Linked DNA regions of Mus musculus: region 2 is linked to region 1. The links are chromatin contacts, called in public ChIA-PET maps. All regions are on one chromosome and are shown on one strand. Each heading gives the region's core, a stretch centred on a gene start, on an enhancer-like site or on the middle of the called end of the contact. The rest is flanking DNA. Distances are from core to core; before and after follow the strand shown.

The links. ChIA-PET counts read pairs in DNA pulled down with a chosen protein or histone mark.
Region 2: a contact with region 1 is called in an RNA polymerase II ChIA-PET map of memory CD8 T cells, with 8 read pairs. The contact joins two enhancer-like sites. A contact is called at or near these places in 2 of 39 promoter capture datasets (hippocampal neurons and liver), 1 of 15 datasets of contacts at CTCF or cohesin (large pre-B cells), 20 of 484 Hi-C or Micro-C datasets (CD4 T cells, the HPC-7 cell line, Sertoli cells and 16 more) and 6 of 115 datasets of contacts at active chromatin or transcription factors (the HPC-7 cell line, T-cell acute lymphoblastic leukemia, double positive thymocytes and 3 more).

What each region holds. Positions count from the first base shown.
Region 1 is chr15:86,254,236-86,262,147 of GRCm38.p6, reverse strand. All of the region lies in intron 4 of Tbc1d22a (TBC1 domain family, member 22a), which reads right to left. Among named protein-coding and RNA genes, the nearest start is that of Tbc1d22a, 44 kb to the right of the region's middle. Within about 2 kb of position 4,052, at least 30 of the 459 cell types and tissues checked have an H3K27ac peak or open chromatin away from gene starts, as enhancers often do. A contact at or near this core is called in memory CD8 T cells, where this site is marked.
Region 2 is chr15:86,381,767-86,389,678 of GRCm38.p6, reverse strand. The region is part of intron 10 of Tbc1d22a (TBC1 domain family, member 22a); the gene reads right to left. Among named protein-coding and RNA genes, the nearest start is that of Tbc1d22a, 170 kb to the right of the region's middle. Within about 2 kb of position 3,023, at least 24 of the 459 cell types and tissues checked have an H3K27ac peak or open chromatin away from gene starts, as enhancers often do. A contact at or near this core is called in memory CD8 T cells, where this site is marked.

The DNA.
Region 1 (7,912 bases), core at 2,803-5,302:
TGTGACTCCAGGGACACCTGCCCTATAGACATGCCACCATGCCTCCTGACTATTCCACTGTACCTCAGATGCTACACTGGTATCCCAACTTTATATGCCTCCAACCAAATGTTCTTTTCTCCTAAAACCTGCTCAAGTGCCCACCTCAGTAAGTAGATAGCTAGCAGACATCCAGCCACAGGCTGACAGTCACTCTCAAAGGGCCTCCCCCAGCTCCCCATATTCAGCCAATAATAAGTCCTTTCTTTTGAGCTCTGAGAGACTCCCACAGCCCACTCCTTAGCCCACATTCCCCTTGACCTCACACCACCTCCATGGATAAGCCACCAGCACCTTCAGGAAACTTAAATCTCTTCTTGATAGTGGTCAATGGATTCCCCCTGTCCTCCACCCCGGCAGCCTGCTATCAAACCTCCCCATGCCACTTCCCCTCACTGCACCGAAGCCATGGTAGCCTTCTTAGCAATGCCTGTCAGCACAGTAAGCTCCACTCATGTCCTCTCTGTCCCCAAATAACCACAGGACTCAGACCAAAGCTTAAATGTTACTTCAGGGGCTGGAGAGACAGCTCAGAGGCTAAAAGCACTAACTGCTTTTCCAGAGGTCCTGAGTTCAATTCCATCAGCCACATGGTGGCTTACAAACTTCTATGAGATCAGGCGCCCTCTTCTGGTGTGCAGGCATATATGCAAGCAAAGCATTATATACATAATAAATAAATAAACCTTATTTTAAAATGCATGTATATGCATGTTATATATAATATGTAAATATATAATATATGTACATATATTTTATATATGTGTGTATGTATGTGTGTGTTACTTAATGAGGAAGCCAAACCTAACCACCTGGGTAAGGAGATGCTTGACCCACCTAACTGCAATCCTGTGCTTTCCAATGCAGTGTCTGCAGACACCTACAACATGCCCACATAAGATGCTCCCTATGTGTGAAACACACACTAGGCACCACAGTCAGCTGGAACGGTTCTTAAACTAATCGCACATGAAAGTATGTTATGACAATATTTTTATTTACTGGGTTAATTAATAAAATAAAAACTAAGCCCCTAGCTGCTTGGCTCTTCCTAAACATAGTTAAAGATTCCACATGGCACATCTGCAGGAGGCACCATCTTACCTGGGACAGGAGTGCTCCACTGCTATGCCGTCCTAGTACCATCCCCTCCCTGAGCACTGACAGCTTTGCCATCAGGTTAAGGAGGGCCTCCTGCCAAGCTCCCCAAGTGCATCTAACCTTTGGCAGCAAGGGAACTCAGTGATTAAGCTGAGCTCAGGAGAGAGAAGTGACCACAAGAAGAAACTCGATGACATGGTCACATTTACAAAGCGCTATTCCCTGAGACATCAAGCCCTCAGCACAAGTCTGCAGCAAGTCTGGAGGACATCAGTGTGCCACTGGCATAGGTGGTCTATATGCTGAGCAGTGCACCTTCCAGGAGGCTGCCCCCGAGGCCCTGGCCTTGGTGCTGACTACTGTAGACTGCTGATTCCACCCATGATTCACAGAGGACAGGCCCTAGCTGACTGTGCTTCTCAGGTACAGGAATGCAGACTCTACCCATGACGCTGGGGTGAAAAGAAGACAATTTTCACATGTTCCTAGCATCCCTCCACCAGCTGACTTGAGCCCTACTCAAGGGCCCCATGCCCGCCATGCCCACTCTAACCAACTCATTTTCTTCCTCCGCTCATCCATGGACAGGGCTGGCCGTGCCATTCTGGAGACACTAAGGAACTGCCCTCTGACTCCCCAGGCACAAAGGCCCCCACCTCAGTGTGCTGTTCACAGCAAGCCCTGGTACACCACTGGCCACTGGCCCACAAAAACCTGGCACTGTTGACTTGGCACAGTCCTCAGGCATCTTGTCTTAGGGCTACTTCTCCTTCAGCTTCTCCTCAGAGGCTTCGTGGTCCCAATGGAAGGCAATGGCCTCCCTCCACATTCAGGGAGGCTGTGAATTCCTCACACCACAATCTGTCACTGAGATGAAGGGAAGACCAAACCCCACCTAGAGCTGAGCTTATCTGCCAGGTCACCAAGTACTTGGACAATGGAGCTAACCGATGCCCTGACCCCAGCCCATTCTGGATTACACAGCAGGGAAAGGGGGAGGAGCCAGAGAGAGATAGGCAGGCTGGGCACAGGAGGCAGCTCCGAGGGAGGAGAAGATTAAACAAGTAGGAGCAGCAGCTCCTACTTAGTTTTTAATGTACTCTGTTTTCTGAAACAGGATTCCCAGGCTGGCCCAGAACTTGTGACCCTTCCATCTGGGCTTTAAGTGATAAGATGACAAGCCCAAGGTAAGGCATGACATCTAGGTAAGGAAGGCAGTGTCAAGGAACTATAAACAGGATAATTCCAAACTAGCCTCCCATCCAGAGGCTCCCCAAGATCTGTCACTACAACTCACTCTGCAGGCTGCACCTGTGGCCCTGCACTTTCTCTCACAGTCACCTGCCTAAGCAAGTCTTGGTTCCTGAGTCCTCAGAAGGCCATCCACACCACTGGGACTCCTCCGTGACTACCTGATGGTTCCCCAGATAGCAGCTCCTCCAGGGACATTCACAACTAACAAGCACAGCTCTGTGTCTTCAGCATCCTGAGCCAGACAGGAGCCTCAGAAATGTTTCCAGATAAATGAGGGGGCAACTCAATGCACAAACAGATGAATTAATTAGTGAGGGGTGAATAAATTAATTCTAATGAGAATTGGCTGCAATCTTGTTAAAACTGCTTACTGACCTTTGAGGAGTCCAAGAAATGCTGTGCGGAAAACCCTTGGCAAATGGCACACTGGGAAAACAGGCTCACAATCTCTGAGGGAGACAGCAGAGAGTCCAGATAAACCGTTGTGCAGCCTCAATTCAGAGCAACAATACAGACGAGGTGGGAAGGCAGAGAGCAATGAGTCACAGGTGCTATCAACCTACCCAGTAATGCCAGGGCCGAGCACCGCCACAAAGAAAGCAAGGTACCAGCAACAAGCCTCCATGTACTTGGAAGCACTTGGAAGGCAGAGGCAGGCAGATTTCTGAGTTTAAGGCCAGCCTGGTCTACAGAGTGAGTTCCAGGACAGCCAGGGCTACACAGAGAAACCCTGTCTCGAAAAAACAAAACAAAACAAAAAAATCAGATACTACTGTTTTTCTTATTAGTGTGCCCAGTGTTGGCTAAATTCTATAGACCAAAGGTAGGTCATTTTAAATCAAGATTGGTTGCATGCTATCTGACATAAACCAACCACCTGGGAGGTTGAGGCTCAAGGATTTCCAGTTCTAGGCTGACCTAGGAAACTAAAAAGAGATGCTGCCTCAGATGAAATATGAACAGGGGGCTGGAAAGGCAATTCAACAGTGGAGAGCCTGCCAGGCTCCATCTTCAGTGCTGTCAAAGATGGAGGAAGGAATTGCCAGGCAAAGAGGAGCCAGGGATGCAGGCTGAGGTAGGATGAATAACAAAGATAAATATTCCAGAAGACACAGCCGCCGCTACTCCTGCACCAGCCGCCGGGGAGAGAGGACAGAATGTCTTCTGAGTGTGCAAAAGCTGCTCAGACCTATAAACCAGCATGGCTCTTTTAAAGGGACGCCAGGGCCTCCAGCCAGTTCCCACATCCTGCCTCTAAAGCGCAGCTGCCCAGACCACAGTACCTTCCCAGCACTGCAGCCATGCTCAGACCTCATTCTGGCCCACGAGGTATCCCCTCTTTACACAGCCCTGACCTGCTCCAGTCCCTAATCAAGATGGAACTCAACCCAAGTCATGGTGGGACTCAACTTGGGTAAAGGTAAAGTTCATTTGCCTCGGGCCAGGGTGGAAGCTCCCCTGACAAGAGTAGCCAGCAGCACAGATGGCACATAGGCAGCCATCCTGGCACTACAACACACCCCAACCAAGCCCCATCAAATGCACCCTCTCTCACTACAGTCCCAGGACTGCATCCCTCACTGTGGTCCCAGGACTGGACACAGACTGTGCCTCTCCTTCCTGCCTCCCCAGCAGCCACTCACAGCACTGCTGCCTTCCTGTCTCAGGAAACACTCTACAGCCTGCAACTGAATGAAGTAATCTCCACTCGTAATAAAAGCATGCTCCTCCTACCCCAAGAAAAAGAAGAAACTTTTAAGATGAAAATAAGATTTCTCTCTCAAAGAAAAAAAGAGTCAGCCATCCTAGCCAAAGAAACTTTAAAATCCCCTATGACATAACCATAAATTAAATGCTGCATTCTCTCTGAGGGTCAAAATGGCTTTGCTAAGCAGGTGTTACACTTCACTACGTGCTTTAGGTAATGGAGATGATTTTCAAGCATAGAAGACAAAAGAGTTCTAATGGCTTCCGAGAGAACTAGCACACAAAGGAAATGTGTGTCTTACTAATTCCATAGACATTTATTCAGAAAATAACCATAAACGGATGGGAGAAAGAACGGGGCTCTGCTGTACAGTCAATGGCCTGCACTGGAAGGGCTTAAACCAAGGGCATTAGCAGTGCCGGCCAGTGCCCTGCACTAAGACTGCAGGAGAGGACAAGAGGCAGGGGGGTCTACATGAGTCTCTGGAGCAGCCTGGATATAAGAAGTAGATCTGGAACATGCAAGACTATTCAACCATACTCACCAGATAGACTGGCAGGGAACTAAAGGGAAAAAAATGTAAAAGCAGGTGCAAGATTATCTCCAAACAAACAAGCTAGGATTTGGAGGGGTCGGAGAACTGTCTAAGGAAATGGAGTAGCAGTCTCTGAACTTGACAAGATACTAAGTTCAGAAAAGTCACCTATAGCTTGAGCCGCCTGCCCACACCTCCAATTGAAATCCACCTTAGATCACAATGAGCCTGCCACGAATTCCCACCTCTTCAGTCCCTGAAACCCATTTCTAAAATGATTCCAAAGAACCAGACAAAGGCCTGGCAGCCACCAAAATGGCAGACAGTAGCTTGTTCCAACCAGGGCTGTGCTACCCCCTTGAGTCAGCTGGGAACAGCAGCTGAGGAGACCCCAGAGCTCAGTAGCCAGTGTGTATAAGCCCTGGGCCTGTGTGGTTCGAGTGCCAGCATCCTGTCTGTGGCCTGTGATCCTGATTCATGAACAACCCCAAGTTCTCTCTCTGCCACCAGCCAGCTCCAAACAGCCTCATTATACTTGAGCCTGCTGTGACCACAGGGTGTGCAGAGAAGAAAGGGCTGGTGCCAGGGAGAGAGCAAGCAGGAGGAGGCAGCGGCAGGGGAGAGGCGCTTCTGCCAGACCCAAAAATGGCACAGAGGGAGTTCCGAACAGCTGCAGTTCAGAGCCCAACTAATTCACTTGCTACTGAATTTCAAAGTGTTGCCCACATGTTGCTACTTCCTGCCTTCCATTGGGATTGTCACAAAGGAGCAGAAGCCTGATTAACCTCCCCCAAGCACAGTTCCAGTCACCTACTTCCCTACCCACAAATATCCCACGGCTCTCAGCTAATCCCAGAACAAAGTCCAAATCTGGAAGGCTTTCAGATCTTGACAACCATCTCCACCACCTCCTTCATTTACCGTCAGAGAAACTGAGGCAAGGCTAGGTGTCAGTAGTGAGAAGATCTGAGGCTGTGGAGGCAGATCTGGAGGAGATGTCAGCACCTTCTCTCCACCTACAGTGCTCTCTTCTTGGCATGCCAGCTCTCTCAGAACCAAGTGCTTGCCCAGCAGCCAGCTGCACTCTGCCCATTGCCCATGCTTTTGTCACAGAACCAACACTCGTGCAGCCCGGCCAATTGAGAACAGCTCTATCAGGACAACCTGACTTCAAGGGCTGCTTCACCAGTGGGTGACCCTGAGGCTGGGAATGACTGGCACCATGACTGGCACACCGTGCTTGCTTGCACACGGCTCTGAACCACAGCTACCCCCCACCCCACCCCTGCCCTGCTTCCTGGGATATCTACCTGCCCTGCTCCCTTTTCCTAAGCGTTTTCTTAGGGGTGGCCTTGCCCTATCTTCCAGTCACTACCATCACACTCATAAGACAGGTGTGGTGTCATACCCGTGGACTCACCCATGAACACCAGCCTCGGACAATACACTCAAGTGTGCACATAGCCTTCCAGCGCACGTCAGGCCTGGGCAAGCAGTTACTTATGTGTAAGAGTGGTAAGAGTGGTCAGAGCGGGGCGAGCCTGTGCCTTCTTCTTGGCATATCCAACAACAGTACCCCCAAACATCTGTCCTGCCAGCTGCTCCCCCTCCAATCAGCTAGCCTTGCAGCACAGAACCAGATGCCAAAGCCTTGTCACAGAAGCCTGGTATCACAGTATTAGCCTCTGTGCCCAGCACATACCTGCTATGAGGCACATTCAGGAAACCCTGAACCTGCCTTACACTAAGTGGGTGAGGCCACTCGACTATGGCTTTTTTTTCCTAAGAATAATTTATTTTTAGTTTAAGTGTGTCTTAGTTAGGGTTCTATTGCTGTGAAGAGACACCATGACTACCCAACTCTTACAAAGAAAAATACTTCATTGGGGCTGGCTTACAGTTTAGAGGTTTAATCCATTCTTGTCAACCTTGGTGGCATGCAGGCAGAAAAGGTAGCTGAAAACTCTGATCTGGATCCACAAGCAGCAGGAAGAGACACGGCTTCCAACAAGACCACACCTACTTCAACAAGGCCACACCTTCTAACAGTGCAACCCATTTGGATCTATGGAGGCCATTCTCATTCAAACTACCACAGTGTGTATGGGTATTCTGCCTGTATGTATGTCCATGTACCACATACAAAACACCTGAGGAAGACAAAAGAGGGTGTTGGATGCCCTGGAACTGGAGTTACAGACAGTGGTGAGTCACCATGTGGGTGCTGGGATTCAAACACAGGTCCTCTGGGAAACCATCAAGTGTTCTTAACTTCTGAGCCATCTCTCCAGCCCCCAGCTTAATAGCTGAAAACTGGAATTACTAGGTAGTGCTGCAGTGGACGTGGGAATACTAGGCAGTGTTACAGTGCCCGTGAATAACACAAAACAAGAGAACAGCTACATTCTAAACTTACCCAGAATGCTTAGTCTTCCCACTAAGCTCCAAGTCCTCAGCAAGAAGAGGACTGATAGCGCAGAGCACATAAGGACTCTGTCAGAGAGGTGTGGCTTCAATGCCCGTTCCTACCCAAGAACCTGGGCTTAAGATGTGAAGTAGAGCAATTACCTCAGAGGCTGCAGGTGCCAACTGGACAGGATGGTGTAGTGGTTAATGTTCAGTGCTGCCAGATGTGAAATCACATAGGAGACACATCTCGGGGTGAGTCTGTGAGGGTGGCTCCAGAGAAGATTAACTAAGACCCATCTCCTGAACATGGAGGTACCATCCCACAGGCTGGGGTCCCAGGCTGAATAGAAAGGGAGGAAAGGAGAAGCCAGTTTAAGCACCAGCACTGGTCTTTGCTTCCTAATAGATGCAAAAGGAGCAGCTGCCTCATCTTCCTGCCACCATGTGCCCTGGCCATAATGGAATGAGCTCTCAGACTGTGAGCCACAGGAAACCCTTTCTTCCGTGCATTGCTTTCCCTGGCATTCTATCTCAGCAGGAGCAATGGTAACTAATACAGATGGAAGGGTACCAGCCTGAGCACCAACATGTTCCAGGGAGACAGCCTCTGCCGACCAGAGGGAAAAGCGGGTAGATTATGCCTGGTTACCACTTACAGTGTCAGTGCTGTGCACAGGCTACCTGTGCTTCTTGTCATCTTAGATGTCAGTAGTATGAGTGAGTGGCACCCATGGTCCCCACAGTCCACACATGACAAAGAAAAGAGTTGACAAACCACTTTCTTTGGGTTTTTTTTTTTTTTTAAGATTTATTTATTTTTATTTATATGATGCATACACTGTAGCTGTCTTCAGACACACCAGAAG
Region 2 (7,912 bases), core at 1,774-4,273, 130 kb before region 1:
CAGTGCCCTAGGCATGAATCTCTGGAGCTGAGAGCTAAATTAGCCTCTTTTCCTTATAAGTAAGTAGTTTCAGGTATTTTACTATAGTATCAGCAAACGGGCTGAGTCTCAAGAAGAAAGCTTAGAGATTAGGCCCTTATTAATGATGGGAAATAGAAAGCAATTCAAAATCAGTTACAACAAGACAGTGCATAGCTACAGAATAGAGCTGATATTCAGCCATATTCCCTCCAGTCTTCACAGAAGCAAAGGGCCCTATGAGTTTGAGGGAAGGGTTCTAGGAAGAGGGGTGATATCCCTGAGACCCCCAGGGAAAGAACACTGGGTGGAGTGATGGCTCTGAGACCCACAGGAGTGCAGAAGGACACAGGGGTCTCTGTGTATTTGCCATAGGCTGCTTCTGCAGGAAAAGACTTAAGAACCAGGGTTCCAGGCCCAGCGGAAAGAGGCCTAGCACTATCGTGCTGCTGGGCAGAGAGGCTGCCCACATGGCAACTCCTCCAGCTGGTCTCACTCACTGCATATACTAGATTCTGTTTACTAAGAAGTCTGGTACAGACCTGTGCAAACAGGATTAATCAACTTCCTAATTCTACAGGGGTAATTTTTTTTTTTTTTTAAAGAAGACAAAAATCACTTCCAGCCTGAAATTAGCTCTAGTTACACAACTAAACTGACAGAAAGACCCAAGGGCTAGAGTGGCTCTTCATCCCAGCAACCTTTGCAGCTCCCAAGGGCACACCCTGCTGGGACAGCAGCAGCCTCGGCTATGGCCCAGCTCACTGAAGCAGGGCGCTGCAGTTGATGTGAAATTCAAATCTGATGAACACTTGCAAAGCAGCAGTTTAGAAAATGACTGAATTTACTCAACAAGGTTCTTTCTACACTGGAGCATGAGGAATGAGCTCTCATGAATATGCAGGTGGCTGCTTGGGGACCTGTAGCCCAAGGGTAGTGGCAGCACTGGGGAGGAAACCATGGCATCTGGAAATGGCAGGCAATGAGGACAGCCTGCAGAGTTGTATAGCTGATACCAGAGCAGGTGGCCTTGGCAGGTGCCCTGGTTCCACGGGCCACTCCCAGCAGTGATCTACTACTATCAGGCTACAGCCAGTCTCACTTCTACCTTCAGCTGTCCTGGGGACATCAGTGTAGGAATCAGCGGCCACTCCATCATCCACTCCTCAGATAGTCATACTAAGTGACTGCCAGGTCTTCATGGTTAGACTCAACTTCTCCAAGGGAATAGTTTCCTTGGAGACAGAGAGGTGGTCTCCTTGGAGACTCTGTGTCAAAGGAACAGCTAATGCTCGAGATCTCCACTGAAGATTCGGAGAGGGTAAAGAGGAGAAAATGAGCCACCGCAGGGACTTACATCCAGGAGCCACAGCCTCCTACACTGGCCACATTCTGCCAGTAGTAGCAACCACCCACCCACCACAGGGAAGGTAGGGATCTTAGGACCTGGAAAACAAACAGTTCTAACATGCACCCTGCAGGCAGGCAGCACCTTTCTAAGACAAACTGGCCAGAGACTACTCTGAAAAATTAAACACATTTCTGGACTATCTATCATCAGAGTAACCTGGCAGAGAGGGAAAACCAACCCTTTCTGCCCTGTAAAAACAAGCACAGGAACTAGAAGCTACAGCCCTCGGGTATGGCTGACTGGAAAGGCAGGTTCTACCAGGGGTTCATGATGGGCCCAGATGTGGTCATTTCCCTTTGTAGAGCACCAGTCCTGCAGAATAACCACAACAGTGACAGCACTAGTTATTGCTTATGTGCCTACATAAACCCTTGCAGGGGAAGGTTTGCAGTGCTTTACTCCCTAGAGAAGATATACAAGGAGCCCTCTACCCTGGGGCTGTGCTCCTTACCTCTAAGAGCCAAGCAGGACAAGGCTGGAGCCTCTCCGCTATCTATGCCACCAAGCTTCTGAGCACCTGACCTTCTCTTCTGCTCACCGTGGGACCTTGAACTCCTAGGAGTTTGCTAAAGGGCAAAGGCCACACTCATTAGGTGGTGAGACCACACGTGGAATCATGAGGACCTCTGTGGGTATCTGTGGCCAGTTTTCTACTGTGTGGGCTAAGCACTGCCAGGTGGAACCACTGATTCTGGCAGACAGAATGCCCAGCCTGTAAGCTACCTGGACAGTATCCTTGATTATAGGGAAGTGGCCATTTTTCACTGACTGCATGCTACTCAGGAAACAGGTAATAAATGAGAAAGTGGACCAGCCACCAGCTCCCCAGCCAGCTTCTAATGTGCATAATGAGTCTCTGGCAGGGCTACCTCCTATTCTGAACATAGTGTAAGATAGACTGCTAAACTCTAGCATGACTTCCAATTTATATACATCGGAAGTGCGAATGTGTGTGCTGGAATGACTCCTTTCTCCTGTTTTATAAGTGACTGTGAGCTCACACTCTCTCACTGATAAAGGAATCTGGTCAGCAATAATTCCAAAACCAGAATTTCCATTTCACTAGCAATCAGGGTTCAAACATAATGAGTGAGTGGGCAGACATAATTACTATCATCTTTCAAGCCAAAATGTCCTGTGTGGCAGGGCAAGGTACACTGCTGTAAAGTCATCAGAGGGCACAGCAGCCACAGCCTGCAGAGCGCTCTCCTCAGTGCTTTCAATGGTGGGCCCATAAGCGGAAATCCTGCAGAAAGCACCTAGTCTTCTGGACTGCAAGTTCAGGTAAATGATGCAAACACACAGCACCCTGGCACTCCCGCTACAGGTTAGCAGTATTGACACGAGACCAGGCAACAAAGATTTATTTGCGCAAAGAGCAGACACAATGGCCCACATTTAGATATCTGACAAAGAAATCTTTCAATCCCTATGCTTAGCTGAGGGCAGGCTGAACACCACCAGCTTTTGCTGGGCCTGGCTGGAATGAGCTTTGATTAAAGGGAAAGATTCTGATCATCTCATCAGTTCGGAGGATAAAAAAAGAACAGAAACATGAGCAACCGACGGTCAACAGAGGGCCTCTGCAACCGAAAAGCTGCTTCTCTGCCGCAGGAACAGTCAGGTCCTAAATGGGTGCTGTGCCCAACACACCTGCCAACTAGAGGATCTGGGGACCTGCTGCGTCATGGTAACAGGATGAGAGGCTAAACCAAGAACAAGAGAGGAAACCCTGACACCCAGTCTCAGAAAACCACACTGGAAGTGAGGAGAGCAGCAAGCACCGTCCCTGAGGAAACAGGCAGGCTTCCTCTCAGCAAGGCTAGAGGACCGAGCTCCAGCAGAGTGCTTAGGAAAATGATAAAGGAGCTGCAAGTGGGAGAGGATGCAACACAGGTGGCTTAGGGCAAGCAAGATCTATGGAGTCACTCACGCCAGGGCTATGCAAGCAGACAAGCCGAACCATGGAGACCAGGGCTGTGGGGAACCCGGCTCTGAGGACCAGGCCTAAGCACAGCAGCCTACTCGAATCACCAAACAGGAGTAGACCTTACTATCTCAAGACTCCAATCAAGGAGGTTTGCCCTTGCTCCTCCCTGATCTAAGGGGATAGGAGAGTGGAACAAGGCCCCAGGGACAGATGGAAGACTGGGTTGAAAGGACATCTGGGCCAGCCCTGAAGCTCAGGTCAGGCTAAGTTCTGCTCCTGGAGATTATCCAGTTCAGTAAAATCAGAATGCCCGGGCAGTGCCTAGGAACACAAGTGACCTGTACTGCCACCTAATGAGCTGTAACACTTCCAACAAACACATCACTACACACTAATGATGGTCAGATAACTTCCTGGGGGGAAGGAGGCATTTTCCTCAAAAATCATAATGGAAATCAATAGGAAATGAGATTTATTTAGAAAATGTTAACACCATTTCAGAATGTGCTGATCAGGCAAAGAGAGAAATCCCAAACATTCTCACTGCTGCTCCTGAGCCCAGAGCTCAGACCAGAGAGGTTGGAGGGGCCACCTGCCCCTCAACGGCATCCCAGGAGCCCAGGAGGCAAGAGGAGAGCCCGAGAAGTTGTAGCCTCACACAGAGACTGCCCCCTGCTGTGTGATGGGCAGGTCACCAGCTCCTGTGCCAGGTGCTGACAGGGAGCCTGGAAAACCTTGCCTTGTCTCTGTTATACTAACAGGGATCCTGGTGGGTGCTAGACAGCTCTAGGGTGGGGACTGGTCACCTAAACCAGGAGACAATACCTCTCATTCTTGGGACATAAGCCCAGAATATAATTAAGCCTCCTGGCAGGCTGTATAGCATCAGCATGTATCTGACACCACAGCACAGTCCTCTCATCCCTGGAGAGGCATTAAGGTCCATTTTTTGACAGTAACATAATCTAAACTACAGGCTCTTCTTGAGCTACACAGAGCTGAGGCAACTAGGCATTAGATCACTCTTGCTTCACAGATGCGCTCCTAAGCATCTCCATAAGCCGCTCCAAGACAGAGCTATCACCACACCAGAAAGCAGCAACCCAACAGAGTCGTGGAAGAGGTTGTGCTGAGTTTCCTGGATGCCCAGCACTCAGTAGGTCTGACCACACTCTCCATGACCGAGCAGCAAAGCCTGTGGAAGAAAAGCAGAGCAGATGGCAGGGTAGCTAGACAGCCCCATGAGGCTTCGTTCCTGATTCTTCTCCATTCAACGTGTGTGTGTGTGTGTGTGTGTGTGTGTGTGTGTGTGTGTGTGTGTGTGTGTGTCCAGGTGATGTGTGTATACGGAGATCAGCTGTCATTATCGGGTGGCTTCCTCAATCCCTCTCTACCGTATTTTTGACAGTATATCTCATAAAACCTGGAGCTCAGAAACTCAACTGAGCTGGCTGGCCAGTGAGCCCCAGACATCTTCCTGTCTCCACGTCTCCATATCTGGGATTGAAGTTACACAGTGCCACCCTAACCTTTTTACCTGGAAGGAGGGGTCTGGACTCAGGTTTCATGCTAACAAGACAGGCACTTTACCAGGCCTTGTCCCATACAACCCTGAAGAGATGATTCTGAAAAGATCCAAAAAGGAACTGCAGCATCTGGAAGGCAGCTATGCTCACTCTGGATGGGAGCGTCTGAAGAGCACATTTGAATTCTGATATCTGTCCAAATCTCCTTTATGCTCGCTTCCTGGTTTACATGGCTTCCTAAGAAATCAACTCCAAAACCTAACTTCACTGCACAAAGCTATAGAACTTGAGGTTTAAAGGGCCTCATCCAGTCAAGTTCACTTTTTAACATGGAGAAGGCATGGTGCAAGTCCCTTTACATAGAATGTGTATTCTGCCAATGAACTTCCTTCCCACCTTTGTGGAAATCAATTGTCCTTATGTGCAGCTCCCTCCACATGCTCTTCCATCCTGGTGATCTTTAGCTCAATGTCAAAAATGCATGATTTTGATCACCCACCACTCTTGAGCTCAGTCAAACCTGGGCCTGCGATGTTGTTCATCTTGCTGGGTATGTCTAGGTATGCCAGGGGCTCTGTGTCTGCCCATGAACTACAAGATCAGCATGTCCTTTTCTGCAGAAAAGCAGGCTGGGATCTTAACTAGGATTGAGCTGAATGTAGTCAGTTAGGGGAAAGTGTCATTTAACTTTCCAAGTCTATGGGCATGATTGGGTCGTTCTGAATTTTCTCCGCTGTATTTTTGTAGCCATATTGTGTTTTCCTGACAGACTTCACATTTTTATGCTATAGTAACCAGTGGTAGTTATTCACCCTCAATTGCTAATATCTATGCGTGTATATGTATGTACATACACAGGCATTCAACCTGGAATGTCACACCTCAGAAGGTGCCATCCACATTCACCTGGTTATTTTTGAGACAAGGTCTCTTGCTGGCCTGCACTTAACTCACCAAGTAAGCAGGCTGGGTGGCTACCCAGGATCCCCGTCTCTGCCTCCCCCAAACTGGGATTACAAGCACACACCACCATGCCTATCCTTTTCATGTGAGTTCTGAGTGTCAAACGCAAACCCACCAACCAAGCAATCTTCTCAGCCTTTCGACTGCTGATTTCTTCTTGCTATTATGTAGAAACACTGTTATGTGCTGGCCTGGTGTCCTGAATCCTTACGAAACTCTCCTCCGGGTTCTAGTCAGTTCTTTTGTTGCTTCCCCAGCTCTCAAGAGATGAAGGGGTTTCCTTTCTCCTTTTCCAGCCTGGGGGCCATTCATGCACTGTGTGTGCTTCCATTTGCTGCTTTTGCCTCTGTGCATTGGCTGGACTACCTGAATGCATGCTGAATAGAAGTAGTGAGAATGAACAGGCCTGGAGGAAGCATTCAGACTCACATCGCTGCAGAAACCCTCTGGCAGAGTTAGTAAGTTCCCCTCCACTCCCGGATTGCTGCCTGCTTTCATTAAGAACGAACACTGGGCTTTGTCAAATGCTTCTCCTGCACACACTGAGATAATTTTATGGGTCTGTCCTTTTTTGATATTTTAACATAATGGACTATATCAGAGGCTTTTCAACAGTTAAATCAGCCATGCATTCGAGAATACAGCACATGTCACAATGATATATTATTCTTTTAATGCTGTGTTTGATTTGATTTGCTAAAAAGTTTTGTTCAGTTACGTTCACAGAGGATCCTGGTCTATAGTTTTCTTTAAAAGCACCTTTTAAAGACTGTGAAGAAGAGAGACACCAGCCTATGGAATAAACGGGGAAGCATGGGCCCGTTTACTTTCGTAGCAGCCCGGGTAGAATCAGTTATTCTTTGCTGAGTGTTTTCCAGTGGAGGCCTGGGGTCTTCTTTGAAGGAAGATTTAAGCTCTGGCTCCTTTGCTTTCATAAGTTTGGTGATGTTCAGAACATCTGCTCCTTCTAGGGCTAGCTGGCTGTGTCATTCAGTTTTTAGAAAACTATACTCATTTCATAACATTGTCAAATGTATTGTCAAAATGTGCACAACAGTCCCTATTTTCTTCATGTCTAGGGGGCCTGCAGAGTGGTGTCTGTCCCAGCCCTCATATTGGCAGTTTGTTTGTTTGTTTGTTTGTTTGTTTGTTTGTTTGTTTTTCCTGAACAGTTGACTATAAACATCTGTTTACTGACTTTTTCTAAACAAGCTTTTGGATTCACTCCACCTAACTCCGCACCCCAAGTCCTTAAGTCACAATTGGGGTCCCTGATTTGATAACCCGGGTCTCCTTCAGGAACAGGTGTCTGGTACTATGTGCTCCCCTCTACCCACTGCTTTGTCTGGGTTTAATGAACTCTCTGCTGCTGCACTGCTGAATTTCCCTGTTCACTCATGTCAAAATGCCTCCTACTGTCCCTTGTGGTTTCTCCTATGGGGTACTCTTACTTGGTCACTTAGAGGAATATAGATGGATTTAGAATCACTGGGCAGCTCCCCGACATCCTACAGATTTCTACACTAACTCCACTGTTCTCAGAAAACACACCGCACATTCCTTAAACCCTCTCAGCCTCCCTGAAATGTCTGCTCTACAGATGTGTGAGGTAAGACACACATCCTGAGAGCTCTCTGTAGGTCAAGCAGATGAAGCTTACTGACAGTGCTGTTCAGGTGTTGTGTGCCCTCACTGGTTCTCTGTCTATTGTCCTACTGCTTAAGGAGGAGTGATCAAAACCTGCAGCTATGACACAAAGCCATCCACTTCTTAAAAGTTTAGAATTCAGTTCTGAGTATTTTGAAACTATCGGTGCACGTATTAATACCTGGTAGTAAGAGCGGGTGACTGACTTTTGCTCTTATAAAATTTTGTAAAATGTTTTATGTATTAAATATGAAGGTTTCTATAGCATATATGTAAATACATATACAATTATACTGAATAAAAATTATATTCTTCATTCTGAACTCTGACTTTGGACAGTGACTTTCACTTTGTTTAGAGTGGCATGAGATCGAGTTACTTTTAAATCAAGTGACTTTGTCTTTAAGATGAACTTTC